Linked DNA regions of Mus musculus: region 1 is linked to region 2. Evidence: chromatin contacts called from public Hi-C data. All regions are on one chromosome and are shown on one strand. The core of a region is the stretch at or near the end of the contact, and the rest is flanking DNA. Distances in the headings are between cores, read along the strand shown. Region 1 overlaps Barx2 (BarH-like homeobox 2). Region 2 has its middle 150 kb from the start of Gm31408.

Region 1 (7,222 bases), core at 1,673-4,172, 140 kb before region 2:
ATTCTAAAGTTTCTGTAAGGCTCTACACACATGAAACTAATGGTGAAAATTGGGGGTGGGTGGGTGTTGTTCTCTAAAGGAACCGAGTTTGGGAGTGAGAGGTGCTGGGCCACATTCCCCTGGGTGCCCCTCCCTGCCCATCTGGGGCACGTCCCTTGGGTTCCTTTTCTTTTAAGTTCCACCACCTTCCTCTTTCCTCACCAATCACCATTGTGGAAATCAATGTCTCCTGAGCAGCAGAGTATTGTTTAAATTGGTTATCAGCAATCTTTGCATGAGTCATACGAATAACGAACTGACAACCTGTCCTCTCGGCCAGCACCACCCAGTCCCCGCCCCCCCGTGGGACGACCTGTGCACCCTGGGCTCTGACATCACCTGTTTTTCATCAGGCACTCTACTGCCGGTGCAGTTGCAGAGTACCTGATGATAGTAATCAGCCATACACTTCAAAATGGAAGTAACTCAGTAGATTTAACATCAGAGAACCTTCTAGGCAAGCCAAATTCAGGTCCCTTCCAGAGAGAAGAGAGCCAAGCTTTTAGTTTTGTTCATGTTAGCAACAGCAAGTGGACCAGTTAATTCATATCAGGTTGAAGTGACAAGCTGAGCTACTTGCATGTCCATGTGGTGGCTGTGAGGTGGGTGTAAGAAATGAAACCTAAAAGGCCTGTGAGAGGAGAAGGGGATGTTGAAGGGGCAGGAAGGATGAGGTGAGGAGTGCGAGGGGAGGCAGAGACGGAGGAAGGGAGGAAAGCCATCACAAACAATTGATGTTTGAAAATACTTAGTGAAGTTAACGCTTTATATGCTAATTAAAAATATCAATTAAAACACAGGGAACATAAAAATACTTTCAGTTGAGTCGTTGAGACAGACCTGAAAGCTAAGTTATACCGAATAGTCAGGGAAACCGAGGAAGGGTGGACATGCTGCCTCCGGAGCAGAGAAGAGGAGGTAGGGCTGTGTGGAAGAGGTGCCTGTAAGCTGGTTTCAGTGGATGGATGGCAGTGTGTCTAGCAATGGTGGGGAATGAGCTTCAGGCAGAAAGAAGGGGCAGAAGGAACTTCAGAATGGCGGGAGCCACACACAAGGCATGGCGTGCAGTTGAGTGTTGAGTTCAGACTCCCTCAGAACAGCAGGGCATTGTTGAGCTCTGGATTGCCTCATATATTTCCCTGCTAAAAACTCTTTCAAGGCTATCTCTTCAGGTACTGAGAAGGAAAGAAAAAGATAATTGGGTAATAAAGATGTCTCAAGGCTAGTAACCTAATTGGAACTGGAAAAAGATTAGCATTTGATTCTCAGACTTACTCTCGAGGCTGCCAAGGACAAAGCTGCCAAGAGCCAGATAGGATCTCTAACTAGTTTTGACTGGTCAGCATGTGTAACCTATAGCGGGTTGAGTAAATTTAACTTTGCACATGAGATGGGATGCTTATCCCATATTCTGTTTTTGGAGATCCACAGCATTTGTATCAGGCCGATAATGTCTCACTTTTCAGTGGTCTGCAGTATTAACGCTCAGTTCTCTTCTGAAAGCGGACCCAACCGCACTCCAGAATGTGGAAAGACTATGGTGTCACACGTGGGTGTCACTTGATTTTACATTGTTTCCAGAGAGTGAACAGTTCAGGGAAACTGTTACCAGTTATGACCCTGGACAGGTTACTGTATGTCTCTTTGGTAAAGTCTCACATCTACTTCACAGAGTTGTGCTATCTGAAATGCCACCTACAAATACCTAGGCTAGTGCTTGCCACATGGGATGCTGAGAAGGGAATTTTAGCTATTGTGGATTTTAGTGTTTATTGTCAACAAAATCCATGTTTTCAAAGAATCTAAACTTTTAGAGGCCATGATAGGAAGGTGAAAGTGAATTTCTACAGGCTTCTAGGACCCCCCTCAAGTTCTCTTTCAGTCGAGAGGAGTCCTGAGTACATGGACCATGGGGTCATCAGGCTGGGACAAACAGCAAATGTGATTGGCAATGCTATGGGAGAGATTCATGTCGGAGAGCCCAGACTTTTATCTCAGCATCATCGATTCAGTGGTCCCAACTGTGCTGGAGAGGAGAGGGGAGAGAAAAACAAACGGTCCCCAAGTTCACAAGCCTGGCTTCTGGTAGGAGAGTGTGGACAAATAGGGAACAGAATGGTCAGTGGTGAGTTTTATGAGCTCCTATACATTAAGCAGAAAGAAATGCTGGTAAGGATGCTAGATTGGAGACGTTTGGAGTCTTACATTTAAGTCCAGCGCCCCCCTTGGCTCGCCTTGATCCCTGCGAACACTTTCTGTCTGGAAGGGGGAAGTAAAGAAGATGCACCCTTCTTACTGTCATCCTATTCTCTCAGAGGTAACTGCCTGAACCCCATCTCAATACCTCAGGAAGAAAGCAAGACGAGCCATCTTGACATCTTCATCCATGTTCAAATGCCTAGATGTAGGGTCCGGAGGAGGACTGCAGATCAATGGGGCTAATGAAGTGCCACACCCTAGGTGTTTTTGTGAGAGACAGAGAGAAGCACATGACCTCATGCCCAGTGGGTTGCCTGGCCTCTCTGGACTAAGGAACAACCTGTGTCTAGGAATCGGTGGGGAAGCAAGCCCCTGGAGAGGGCTGCAGGGTGCTTGTGAGTGTGCAGGCCTGGTGCAGGGCGGGTTCCGGATAATTGCACGTCTCAGGTGCGCTGGGAGGCAGGGGGCCAGAGGTCGATGGGGAAAGCAGCCAGGAGGGTAGTTATCTCCTAATTATTGCTTGCACTGGAATGTTTTATTCCATTTAGAAAATGGTCTGATTGTTTTGACTTTTTTTTTTTTTTTCATGCTGTAGGAAAACAGCCAGGTGGGGTAGATCCAAGCTGTGTGGGTGGTGTTCTGTAATTGCTGGGCTGGACTTTCTTTTGCCAATTAGATGGCTTCCTGAGACCTGCCCTTTTCTAACTTGATTACTGCATGGAGCAACTGCTTTTTGTATAACCTCTTTCATACCCAGTGGAACTGCTTTCAACAGGAAGATTCTGTCTTGGCACAGTCAGGCACTTTCAAAAGCATTGACATCAAGATCAGATACTGACATACCCAAGAAGGAACACACGGGTGTCTTCTCTCCAGAGTTAGTGTCTATACCTTGTTGAAGGTCACTTCATACCTCCCTTTGAGCTGTCTGGAGGGTTCAAATAAGTCAAGAAGAATTGCAGGTGGAAAGAGATGTTGGTTGAGACTATACAGTTTTCCTGGCTCTTGTACGCCAAAAATTAACTCAAAACAAATCACAGATCTACATAAGAACTAAAACCATAAAAGCCTTAGAAGAGAACATAAGTAAATATTCTTGGCTTAGGGTTAAACAATGCCTTTCTATGTACAACACAAAAATCGCTAGGGACAGAAAAATTAAGTTGGATCTTATGAGAATTAAAAACTTTTCTGCTGTGAAGGATACCATCACCAAGTGAAAAGACAAGAGAGAGAGAGAGAGAGAGAGAGAGAGAGAGAGAGAGGAAAAGAGAGCCCTCAGCATGGTAAGAGATATTTTTAAATGTTCTATCTGATAAGGGACATGAATTAGATTATTTTTAAGAATCTCTCATACTCTACTCTAAGGAGACAATTCAAACAGACAAATTGATGTGTGCATGGTCTGCCCTGAGATCATATGCACAAAAGAAGCAGTATACAGGTTGAGCAGGCTGTACTTGCATACTTATGTACAATGTATCTCAACAATTAAGAAAGAGAAGAAGGCCATGAATCTGAAAGAGAGACCAACATGGGGAGGGGTAGACGGGAGCAGTTGGAGGAAGGGAAGGAGGAAGTGATATCATTATCTTTAATTAGAATTTATTTTTAAAAAGATCACATGAAAAGCTGCTCAGCGTTGTTAGCCATTAGGGAACTGCAAATGAAACCCACACTGAGACCCTCCTTCGCACTAGCTAGGACGGCCATAATCAGGAAGGATTGATTACAAGCATTGGTGAGGAAGTGGAGACCTGGAATCCACATGCATGGTTGGTTGGAATGTCCAGTGGCACGGCTACATTAGCAAGAGTCCCCAGAATGTTAATCATAGAGTTGGCACACTCCATTTCTGGTACAGACCGGAAAGAGGCTCGAGCAGAAACTTGAAGCAGTGTCTATTCACCCATGCTCATGACAGCATTATTCACTGAGGAGCCTAAAGGTGGGTGTGATCTGAGTGTCTGTCAGCTGATAAGGGAGGGAGTCAGCAAACTGATACAGACATACGGTGAATATTACTTTCTGAATGTGCTAAAACATAGACGGACTTTAAGGATGCTGGGCCGAGTGAAGCAAAGCAAAGGCCACAGGTTATGGTTCTGCCTATGTGGAAAGACGGCTGATCACCGAGGTGCAGGGTGATGATTTGGTGCTAATGGGTATAAGGTTTCCATTGGCGATGAGGAAACATGATCCAAAATTGCACTGAGTGATAGCTGCCCAAGTTAGCAATTATGCTAAACATTGTTAAATTGGGCAGTTTAAATATATGAAGCATGAGTGCAAATTATATCTCAAAGCTGTTTTAATAAGAACTTAAGGCTTGATGAGTTACTGCACTCATTCTTGAAGTTCAGCCCAAGGAGGTCCTCTTCTGGTTTTGAAGAAGGAAACAGAGTCAATAAATACCCAGTGTCTACATAGAAAGGTCTTGGTCAGGAGAGATTTGTCCTTACGGAGCTTCTGTGCAAACGGAGAAGGGGAACAGTGAGTTGGAGATGTTCTCTAGTCTGGATCTAGAGTGGCCTCAAAGGTCCATGTGCAGGAAGAGGGCTCCATCCCTAGCCTGTAATGCTGTCAGCAGTGGAGGAAAGTTAAAGGCTTTAAGAAATAGAGCCCAGCGGAAGGAAGTTAGGTCATTGGAAAGTAGACACTGAGACCCCAGCTCCTCCTTTGTTTCTCTTTGCTTCCTGATCCCATGAAACCAGCAACTGGTTCCGTTCTTCCACGTGATAATCTGACTTCAGTGTATGTCCAAAAGTAGTGGGGCAACCATGAAGTAAAATCCTAACCCGTGAGGGAAAAATACATGTGGCCAAACCTTGTGGCTTTGCTCTCTGGAGGGAAACTACACATTGCTGTGTAAGGGTGGACCAGGAGCCGGGTGGAGGGATTTCATGGATTCAATAACTTTTCTTCCCCCCCCCCCCCCACATAGGTCCTTAAAGGTGGACAGGAAGCACCCACAAAACCTAAGGGGCGCCCTAAGAAGAATTCCATTCCCACATCAGAGGAGATTGAAGCTGAAGAGAAGATGAACAGCCAGGCTCAGAGCCAGGAGCTGCTGGAATCCTCGGAGAGACAGGAGGAGCCCTGTGATACCCAGGAGCCCAAAGCGTGCCTTGTCCCCTTGGAGGTGGCAGAACCTATTCACCAGCCCCAGGAGTTATCAGAAGCTTCCTCTGAACCCCCACCATTAAGCTAAAATAAAGTTCTTTGAGGGGAAGGGGGAGCTGGGAAGAAGGGAAGAGAGAGGCAAGGAGAATGAGGGAGAGAAGACCTCTAAAGACTAGTAACGTGGGTAGAGGAGCACTTCTGGTCTCCCACGTCCCAGCGTCATTTTCATCGGAAGCATTTGATGAAGACTCGATTGTGTGGGACTTAACCTTCTTGCAAGGCTGTGTTAGGCACAGATACCCTTCTGTAAGGGAGATAGCGCCTTGGATCTGATTGCCCAGGCTTGGGTGATAGCTGCAGGGCTGGCTACAGCAGCTCCGCTGGCCTGCAGCAAGGGCTGCTCTTCTCCCTCCTTGCTCTCCTCTGGGCAACAGGTCAGCCAAGCAGAGAGAGGTAGGTGGAAGTGCTCGGGAGACCTGCCCAGACTCCTTGCTGACTCGGCGCTTATTTCTGTAGTTTTAAGAGAATTGAATTTTTTTTTTTTTGAGGGTGGGGTCGGGTGGGGAAAGCTGTTAAAGGCAGACAAAAAAGAAGAAAAAAAGAAAAGAAAAAAAAAGGAGTTGGAGGGAGTTGTGAGTTACGAGGGACATCTCAGAGCCCTGCTTGTCTGTTTGGAGACCCCTGTGCCTTTGCGCCTTTATGAGACGGTCAGGTGCCGACAGACCTGATGGTCTTTGGCTTCCCTGCTTCGTGAAGTTGCCCTCCTGGAAGCTGCAAATGCAGATATGTTAAGATAACTTTTATTTTTTAATTAAAAATACATCTTTCAGGAGGATTGTCTTGTTTGCTTGTTCATTTGTTGGTTTGTTTAGAGAAGTGTCCGATGGAGAGAGAGGTAGTCACTCTCTTTGGATCTTTCTTTTCCCATCTACAAAGCAAAAGGCCGGGCCACACCACGAGCGCCTAAGGACGGGAGTCACTGAAGTGCTGCGGTGGTCACGAGCAGCTGGGCTGCCCCCACCAAGCTAATCCATGGCCAGCAGCTGCACAGATGGGGGCTTCAATTTTAAACGTTGTGTATTTTAAAAATATATACTTATTTATTTTATTTTTATGTGTGTGCGGACGTTTGTGTGTGTGTGTGTGTGTGTGTGTGTGTGTGTGTGTGTGTTGCATGTTCATGCCACTGTGTGTGGAGGCCAGAGGACAAATTATGGAAGTCAGCTCTACCTTTCTACCATGTAGATCCTGGTAATTCAACACAAGCCATCAGGCGTGGAGGCAGGTGACTTTACCCAATCAGCTGTCTTGCAGGCTGGCCCTATCGAATAGCTAAATGAGAGAAAAGCTTTTTGAGGTCAAAACTATAAAGATAAGCCTTGCTTCTATCCAAACCTTTCAGCCCCGGTATTGGTTTCACATTTGTTCCCCAGCTTTTCTTGGTTAAGTATCCAACTTGTGAGAAAAGAAGACTTAAAAATGGACTACCCAGCTGTGCCAAGGCCCTAGGGCTGGTGCCCAGTGGAAGTGCTTTCTTACATGCAAGGGGCCTGTAAGCATCAGAGGAAGACAAACAAAAGGTAGTATCCATCCCTCACTTTCAGCAAGACCAGGAAGCCCTGGGCACCGAATATCACAAGGGAGGGTTCGTTTGGCTTTCATACACTCTGGTGGTGAGGCCTGATTTTTCAGGGTCACCTATAAGGTTGTTTCCCTGTGATGCCCTTCAGGACCTACTTAGTGGCTGGCCAGTCATCCATTACTGTCACCTCTACCAATATGTAGGCTTGGAAGCTAGCAGACAGCTACTAACAGAGTCCCAGCTACTGTCTCTGTGAAACAGTCATACAACACACTTCAG
Region 2 (7,347 bases), core at 4,696-7,195:
TCACTCACTTGGGACTGAACTAGTCACCTCTATATCAGATTATTTTAAAGCAAGCCCACCCATTGTGTTTTGCACAACCCTTATCAGAAGCTGAACATATGCTAAGTTCAGTAGTTTGTATGTTTTTTTGGACTTTCCTTATAAATTATTCATCATCAGGTAGTTTGTTATAATAATGGAAAACAGAGATGATTTATGAAATCAATCACGCTGTGTATAAAGTCTGTAGGGTAGCCTTGTGTAGCACTGTTTGTTCTAGAACATTAGTTTGTAGAATGTGCCTATCACTCCAGGCTGTTCTGGTCTTTCCCATGGGCTGTTTGTAGCTGGGTTGTTGCTGACTCCAGCTGCCTAAAGCAATTCAGGCTGCATGTCCAGCCTGAGCTTCAGGGAGACTCTTGTCCAGCACAGCAGGACAAGGCCATCACATCACGTATCTTAGAAAAGAATTTGAAGCCTGAAGGTGCCTGAGGAGGGTCACACTCATTTTTCTCTGAGGAAACCGGCTCAAAGGATGGGAGACCGACCCCAGAGCAGTAGGCGTAAGGATCCGAGTTGCTGCTCTTTCTCTTAGCTTTGTTTTGTAGGTGATGGGTCACTTTGAAGCCAGTGAACTCACCTCTAGCCCTTCCCAGCAGCATCAATACCTTTGCCTGGCCATCTAGGGACTGATACCCATTGATCGCCCCTTGAAGTGTCCTCTGTCATCACTTCCTATTGGTCCCTATTTCTACATGAAATTCTGGTTGTCCACTCTCTCCTGCTTCTAGAGGCTTTTCCATTATGTTTTGTTTTAACTTAATCTATTTACTTTTATTTATCTGTATGTGGGTATGCCCATCTCGCCTCAGGACTGCTTTGGTCAGAAGAGGACATTGGCTCCTCTAGTGTTACAGGATGGTGTGGGCTGCCTGATGTGGGTGCTGGGAGCTGAGTCCTCTGCAAGAAGAACCCTCTTAAGACTTTAGACATCTCTCCAGCCCTGAATCTCATTACAATCACTCCCCTTCCTACCCAAAACTCTTGTGAGACCTCAAACAAGCCATCTGTGAAAGAAAATTCTAATCAAAAGAAGAAACAATTCAGGGCTGGAGAGATGGCTTAGGGGTTAAGAGCACTGACTGCTCTTCCAGAGGTTCTGAGTTCAATTCCCAGCAACTACATGGTGGCTCACAGCCATCTGTAATGGGATCCAATGCCCTCTTCTGATGTGTCTGAAGATAGCTACAACTCCTATACATAAAGCAAATAAATCTTTAAAAAAAAAAAGAAGAAACAATTCACAGGAATGAATGTTACCCCACAGGACCTGTGTGACCTCTGTACCTGGGAAACCAGCCTGGTCAGGCCAACCCTAGACACTTCTTTACATATGTTTGTCTTGGGACCACTCAAATGCCCTCTTGCTTCCAGAGTGTGACTAAAATGCCCCGAACTCCAAGATTCAAAATTACTGTGTTATCAATTCAGGCAGGTACTCATGGTAAGAATTTTGGACAGATCTATGAAATCCAAGAAAGAAAGGAAGAAAGTTCCCACTTTAATCTCATTAGAGCAGATCCTGCTGACAGTCTATGAGCAACCCTGGGGGTGAGGGCCTGAGACGTGCAGACACTTACACAGGGCAATTTCCTTTGCACCTGGAGATGAGAAATCACAGTTGTCAGACCTGGCTTTGAAAGACAGGAGATCAGCGATAAGCCCTGAACAGGCCTGTGAGCGCGGAAGGACACATTCCAGGGCTCCCGGAGGGAGGGGCAGCATGGAAGCGGCAGGAAGAGGGGAGGAACACAAAGAAGAGGGTGGGCATCTGGGGTAGCAGCGTAGAACTCTCACAGGAGAGAATAGGGCTCAGAGCCATCAAAACTAGTCACTGCGTCTCCCAGGGCATCCCTGAAGGCACTGGCCAAGTCTGCTGACCCCAGCCGTAGATGGGGTCACAATTATAACAGCAGTTACTTAGTCATTCAGTCCCTGGAAGAGTTGAGTCCACATAGGACTTCCTTCTTGTTTCTGGCGCCAGTGGATTCCTTTATCCACAGGGACAAGTTCTGAGACTCTCAGAGGGTGGGTGTGTGACCTGGGTTTATTTTATTTTTTTTATTTTTTTATTTTTTTAATTTTATTTATTTCATGTAAGAGTGCTCTGCCGCATATGCCTGAAGAGGGCATCAGATCCCCTCTATGGATGGTCGTGAGCCACCATGTGGTTGCTGGGAATTGAACTCAGGACCTCTGGAAGAGCAGGCAGTGCTCTTAGCCACTGAGCCATCTCGCCAGCCCTTGACCTGCCTTATAGTTAGCTACCTTATAGATGCAATGTCTATAGACCTATAGTGGGTTTAATGTAAATTACCACAGTGAGAGGGCAGAGCCAAAGAAGCTAAAAATAAAAAAATAGTACAACTAGAGCCATGTCCTTCAGGGAACATTAAGACTTATTAGTTGTACATTTACAGAGTTTTCTAGTTAATGCTCTTGGACAACAGTTGACCGTGGGATGTGGGACCACAAGTAATGGGAGGGGCAGGGAGGGGACGCTAAATTTCAGTGGAGAGCTAGCACTACTTCTGAGGATATGGGTCTGGTAGCATCCTGTACATATAGCTGGATCTTTATTTTTCAAGTAAAGATGTTAAATACATAATCAAATGAACTAAAAAAAAACATTAAAAAATAATTACTCTTTTTAAAAATTATGTTTTTACAAAGACGGCTGTTTTTTAGACTTGCCAGCTCTTCGGTTTCTCATTTCCACGTGGGATAAAAACCTGCCAGTCCTCCCTCTTCCCACCCCCACTGCCAGGATGCTCCTTACCCCAAGGCACACTTAAATGGGTCTTCAGAGAAGTCGGTTCATACTGCCTCTTCTTACCCTTCCCCTTCCCACTGCTCCACGCTGGCACCCTTGAACTCCCAGAGGCAGTGTTCCCCACTTTCCAGGCAGGAGAATCTACCTCAGTGGCTCTGAGACAACTCACTTCACTCACCAATGCCCAAGTCATTTCACACAATTGGCTCCCTCCTTCCCCATGAGAGCAGACTTGATCAAGAACCCTGGTCCCTAGTCCGGAGAATCCTCCAGAGCGCAGCTTCTATGAGGCAGCTCCACCATCAGAACGGAGGAAATGATCCAGGACCTTGCTGGCATTCCCGCCACTACAACGGAACAACAAACAAGGTTCTTGCCCTTGGCGAGTAGACTTTTGGGGAAGGGAGTGAATCAAAGACACTTCCAGGAGATGGTGGAAGCCATTTGGGAACTGTGGGACTCAAAGTGGGCTTAACATGTCGGGGAAATTATAGGAAGGGGAGTTAGCCAAGGGGAGCTAGCCCCGGGCGAGGTTGCCAGTATGGTTTTATGGATGAGCTGAGGTTCTAAATGTTCTTGAGAGAAATGCCAAGTTCAAACTGGCAGAGGAAATTAAAGGAAGGATTATACAGTGCAGAAACAAGCCTGGGCCCAGGGTACAGCCATGGTGCTGTAAGATAGGGAATCCACAGGGCGCTTCAGCTCAGGGCAGGAGGACAAACTTGAACTAAATGTCAATTAGTAGAATAAGGGCATCCTGCTGTGAAGATTAGGAATCGTATTTATATTATTCGATACTCATTTCACAGGTGAAGGAACTGAGGCACAAGACAGGACAGTGGGGAAAAGCAAAGGTCTCTCTCTCTCTCTCTCCCTCTCCCTCTCTTTTTCTTTCTTTCTTTCTTTCCTTCTTTTTTTTGAACTCAGAGGAAGCCGAGTGAGAAGCAGGTTGGGCTTTGTGCTAAGCATTGCATATGCGCACTTTACTAAGGCCACAGGCACCCTGGGAGACCCGCACTGTATCTCTGTTTGCACTTTTGGACGCTGAAAAATTGAGCAGTTACTCAGCTTCACCAGGCAACACGCACAAGAGAAGGAGTCAGCACTTTGGAGTTGATCGCATAGGCTACTAAAGCTCACAGAAAAGACCATAGAATTAAGAATCAAAAGACAAGCATTTTGATTCTGGCTCCACCCCAGGAGTCACGTGACCCCAGGGAAGTTACCTAACCTTACTGACCCTCTGTTTCCTCATTGGCACAAAAGGGATCATAATTCCTACCTCATAGGATTTCTGTGAGGATTAAATAAGATTACAGCTGTCAAGTTCTTGGCAGATAGTATGTGCTCAGTAAACACTAATTCTCTCCCTCACCATTATCTCCTCACTTCCATTATCCTGGACATCAACTCTTGTAGGTCTGTGGCTGCCTCTCCCAGCGACTCACCTCCGCCTGCGCAGGCATCCTCTGCCACTGGACACCGGTGCTCCAGGCTAAGGGGCACTGCCTGGAGGCAACTGCCAGGTGGATATGGAAGTGGAAAAGGAAGAATGGTGTTTCTGATGGAGTCTCAGGGTCTACACTCAGCTCTGTCGCCCTGCTTAGAGTAAGGCTGGGGAAGCCCTGCAGTGAACCAGAGGGACAGGCACGAGCTGGTATTCCCACAGAGAACATGGCCCAAGCCCATGGCTTCCGGGCTTCTTGGGTTCCTTATTCCCTTTCTACCTTTTCCATTCCAGCTCTCCCTTGTAGTGAGTCCTGTTGCTTAACAGTTGGGTTGTAGATCTCTTGATGCGTACAGGGAGACCAGTGGATACGGGCAAGCAGCCATCACACAAAACTGTGGTTGCTCAGGATGGTGACGGGTTGCAGAATTTTAATACCTGGGCATCCTGAGCGGCGATCTGCTTGGCAAGTATAAGGAAATTCAGAAGTAGGTGTCCTGGGGCTACTGTCACGAATGAAGCTGATGTTCAAAGCCATCTCAAACAAAGGTCATTTGGAGTAATATAAAAATATAAATATAAGTATATATTTTATAATATAAATATTATAAAAGTAGAATAAACCCTAACAGAGTAAGAGATTGGCTATTGGATTTAGGGCAGGGGATGGAGGACATCAGCCGGTAGGATCTGGCTTTGCAAAGCACCCCGTGTGGGCAAGGGAACTTCCTGTGTACTCTCTGTCTCTTCAATAGTCCACGAAGTTGATGAAACCAAACCTCCCACTCAGCAGGGCCTAGGCTTAATCGCAGTCTCCCTTCCAGCTGTGTAATTGGGGCACATTATTTGACTTAATTTCCACATCCAAATAGCAGAGATAATAACACCTACCTCATTAGGGGGTTTTAGGGGTTCCAAGAGGCTATGTTAGAAAGCACACTAGTCCCACTAGTGCAGGGTTGGTGGCCCTAATGGATTGACTAATACGGAGCTGGAGAGGATACACGGACGTCAGGGAGGCAGGACTCAAGGCTTGGTTGACTTTGATGCCAAAGGATTCGGTTCTTTGTCGTAGTAAAATGTTTGTACATTTTAGTGCCTGAAAGTGGGGGTGGGGTGGATTATTTGTCTGGAGTGATTGGGGAAGTGACAAGGAGCCTGGTCTGCCTTTAGCTGGACTGTCACTGTCCTGTGTAGGTCACCAGCCTCAGATCCCTCAGCTACAAGATGTCACCTGTCAACACTGTGGATCTGTAAACTTCTTCCTGTTCTGAGTCTGCAGCACAAATCCATTTACGCAATCTTAATAGTTCCATTCTGTCTTTTCAAGTGTGACAGGTGGCTTAGGAGTTACAAGAAAAATAACTCTTAAATAATTTCAAAGCATAACAAAGCAAGCGATGCTCTCTGGGTTGGGTACTAGTTCCATTTCTTGCCCCCATCCACCCACACAGGGAGCAGAAGTGAGCTTTGTCTTTTTTCTCTTTCAGTCAAATAGCATACACATTGTCTGTGCACCTACCTGGGTTTTTTTTGTTTTTTTTTTTTTGTCTTTGTAATTTTTTGGTGGGCCTACTGCCAACAATGTGGATAAGATCTCTCAGGAACGTTTACAATGTCACATACTTATGCAAATGGATGTGTTTATAGCAACAGGCACCACAACAGGTTTCCATTATTGAGAAGAGAAGCCAGGCAACCAAAACAGCTTTGAGCACCAAGAATGTAAGGCTCTGAAGCTGGCAGAGGGGTAAATTCATTACCAGAGTAGCCTTGGCCTGTTCCAAACTTCTCATGGCTGCTGCCTGGTGGAGCCATGGTGGTTCAAATCGCTCCCTCTCTTAGATATTCTGTGCAGAGAAACATATACAAGACTATTTTATGGGCTGCTTGAAAGCCCACCCATCCAGTTATAAACTCTGCCATATAGAGATGAACCGCTTCAGTCTGAGCCTCTGAGTGATGTCACAACACAGGCTCATATGTGTGGAGATTAGGAAAGGCCCGTTAAAGTGAGTTTGTATGCACAATCCTGTTTTACAGAGCAGTTCCACGCCTACTAACTATGGCACTTTGGGTGAAATACTCTTTGGTCAGTCTCATTGTCTGGCTCTGCCATCTGTCTCATCTGATTGCTTGGGAATTAAATGTCTATGCCTGACATGCAAAAAGGATTTAACTAGTAGATATTATCACCATGTTGTCCTCCTCCTCCTCTTCCTCCTCCTCTTCTTCCTCCTCTTCCTCCTCACCATCATCCTCTATGGCATTTTTAAGCTGCATTTGAGGTTATTAATAGGTAATATCTGAAAAAGAAGCTTGTGTGATCAAACTAGTTATGAAAATCCCAAGAGGCTGAGGATCCCATTACATCAGCCTTGATACCACAAGGCTTCTCAGCTCCAAGGCTGCCAGTGACTTTCTGGAAGGGAGCGTGGTGCTCATCTCTCCTCTGACTTGTTCTCAGAACTTCTCTCTGCTGCCGGCCTTTCTGGATACCGGTGAGCCAAGAAAGTCTTTGGGAAGTCTTCATAAAGGCCTAGAATCAGAGAATGGAATTTCAAAAGAAACTATGAACCAGGCCTAGTGCACAGGCCTATAATCCAAGGTAGTCCATGTGAGGGGCTGATCAAGAAGATCATGAGTTCAAGGCCACTCATGATGGGTAGCTTAATCAAACAGGGTCCCGGTTTAAAAAGGAAAAAGAAGCAAAACGAGGACCAGGTAGAGAGAGCACTTGCCTGGCCTCAGTGAGGCCCTGGGTTCAATCGCTAGCCCTGCAAAACAAAACCAACCAAATAAACAAACCAACCCAAAAAGACAAGATTGATGAAGAGCAAGACATTTGAGTCCCAGGCACATAAAAACCATGAAGAGAACAGAGGGTGGGTGTGGCCAATCATGTGCTGGAAAGTCCCACGGACACCCACCCTCCTCGACACCCGACACAGGTAGACCATGTGACTCTTGTTTTTTTTTCAGACAGCAATATACATCAAGTCTCCAAAGAAGTCTGAAGAAGGCCAGGGCTCGCCTCACTATCCCCAGGTGACAGCTGACTGTACTTAGAGCCATGGACTTAGATGGT

Evidence for each region. A called contact is a pair of places that touch in the nucleus more often than the background predicts.
Region 1: a Hi-C map of uterus shows a contact between it and region 2, with 1.8 times the contacts expected there. The contact joins two enhancer-like sites. A contact is called at or near these places in 3 of 484 Hi-C or Micro-C datasets (nephron progenitors and uterus) and 1 of 115 datasets of contacts at active chromatin or transcription factors (pancreatic cancer cells).

The regions. Positions count from the first base shown.
Region 1 is chr9:31,845,016-31,852,237 of GRCm38.p6, reverse strand. Barx2 (BarH-like homeobox 2) reads left to right here. Exons shown (of 4, transcript NM_013800.2): 4 at 5,183-6,194. The coding sequence ends at 5,449. Among named protein-coding and RNA genes, the nearest start is that of Gm31497, 57 kb to the left of the region's middle. Within about 2 kb of position 2,922, at least 11 of the 459 cell types and tissues checked have an H3K27ac peak or open chromatin away from gene starts, as enhancers often do. A contact at or near this core is called in uterus, where this site is marked.
Region 2 is chr9:31,708,804-31,716,150 of GRCm38.p6, reverse strand. No RefSeq gene overlaps it. Among named protein-coding and RNA genes, the nearest start is that of Gm31408, 150 kb to the right of the region's middle. Within about 2 kb of position 5,945, at least 7 of the 459 cell types and tissues checked have an H3K27ac peak or open chromatin away from gene starts, as enhancers often do. A contact at or near this core is called in uterus, where this site is marked.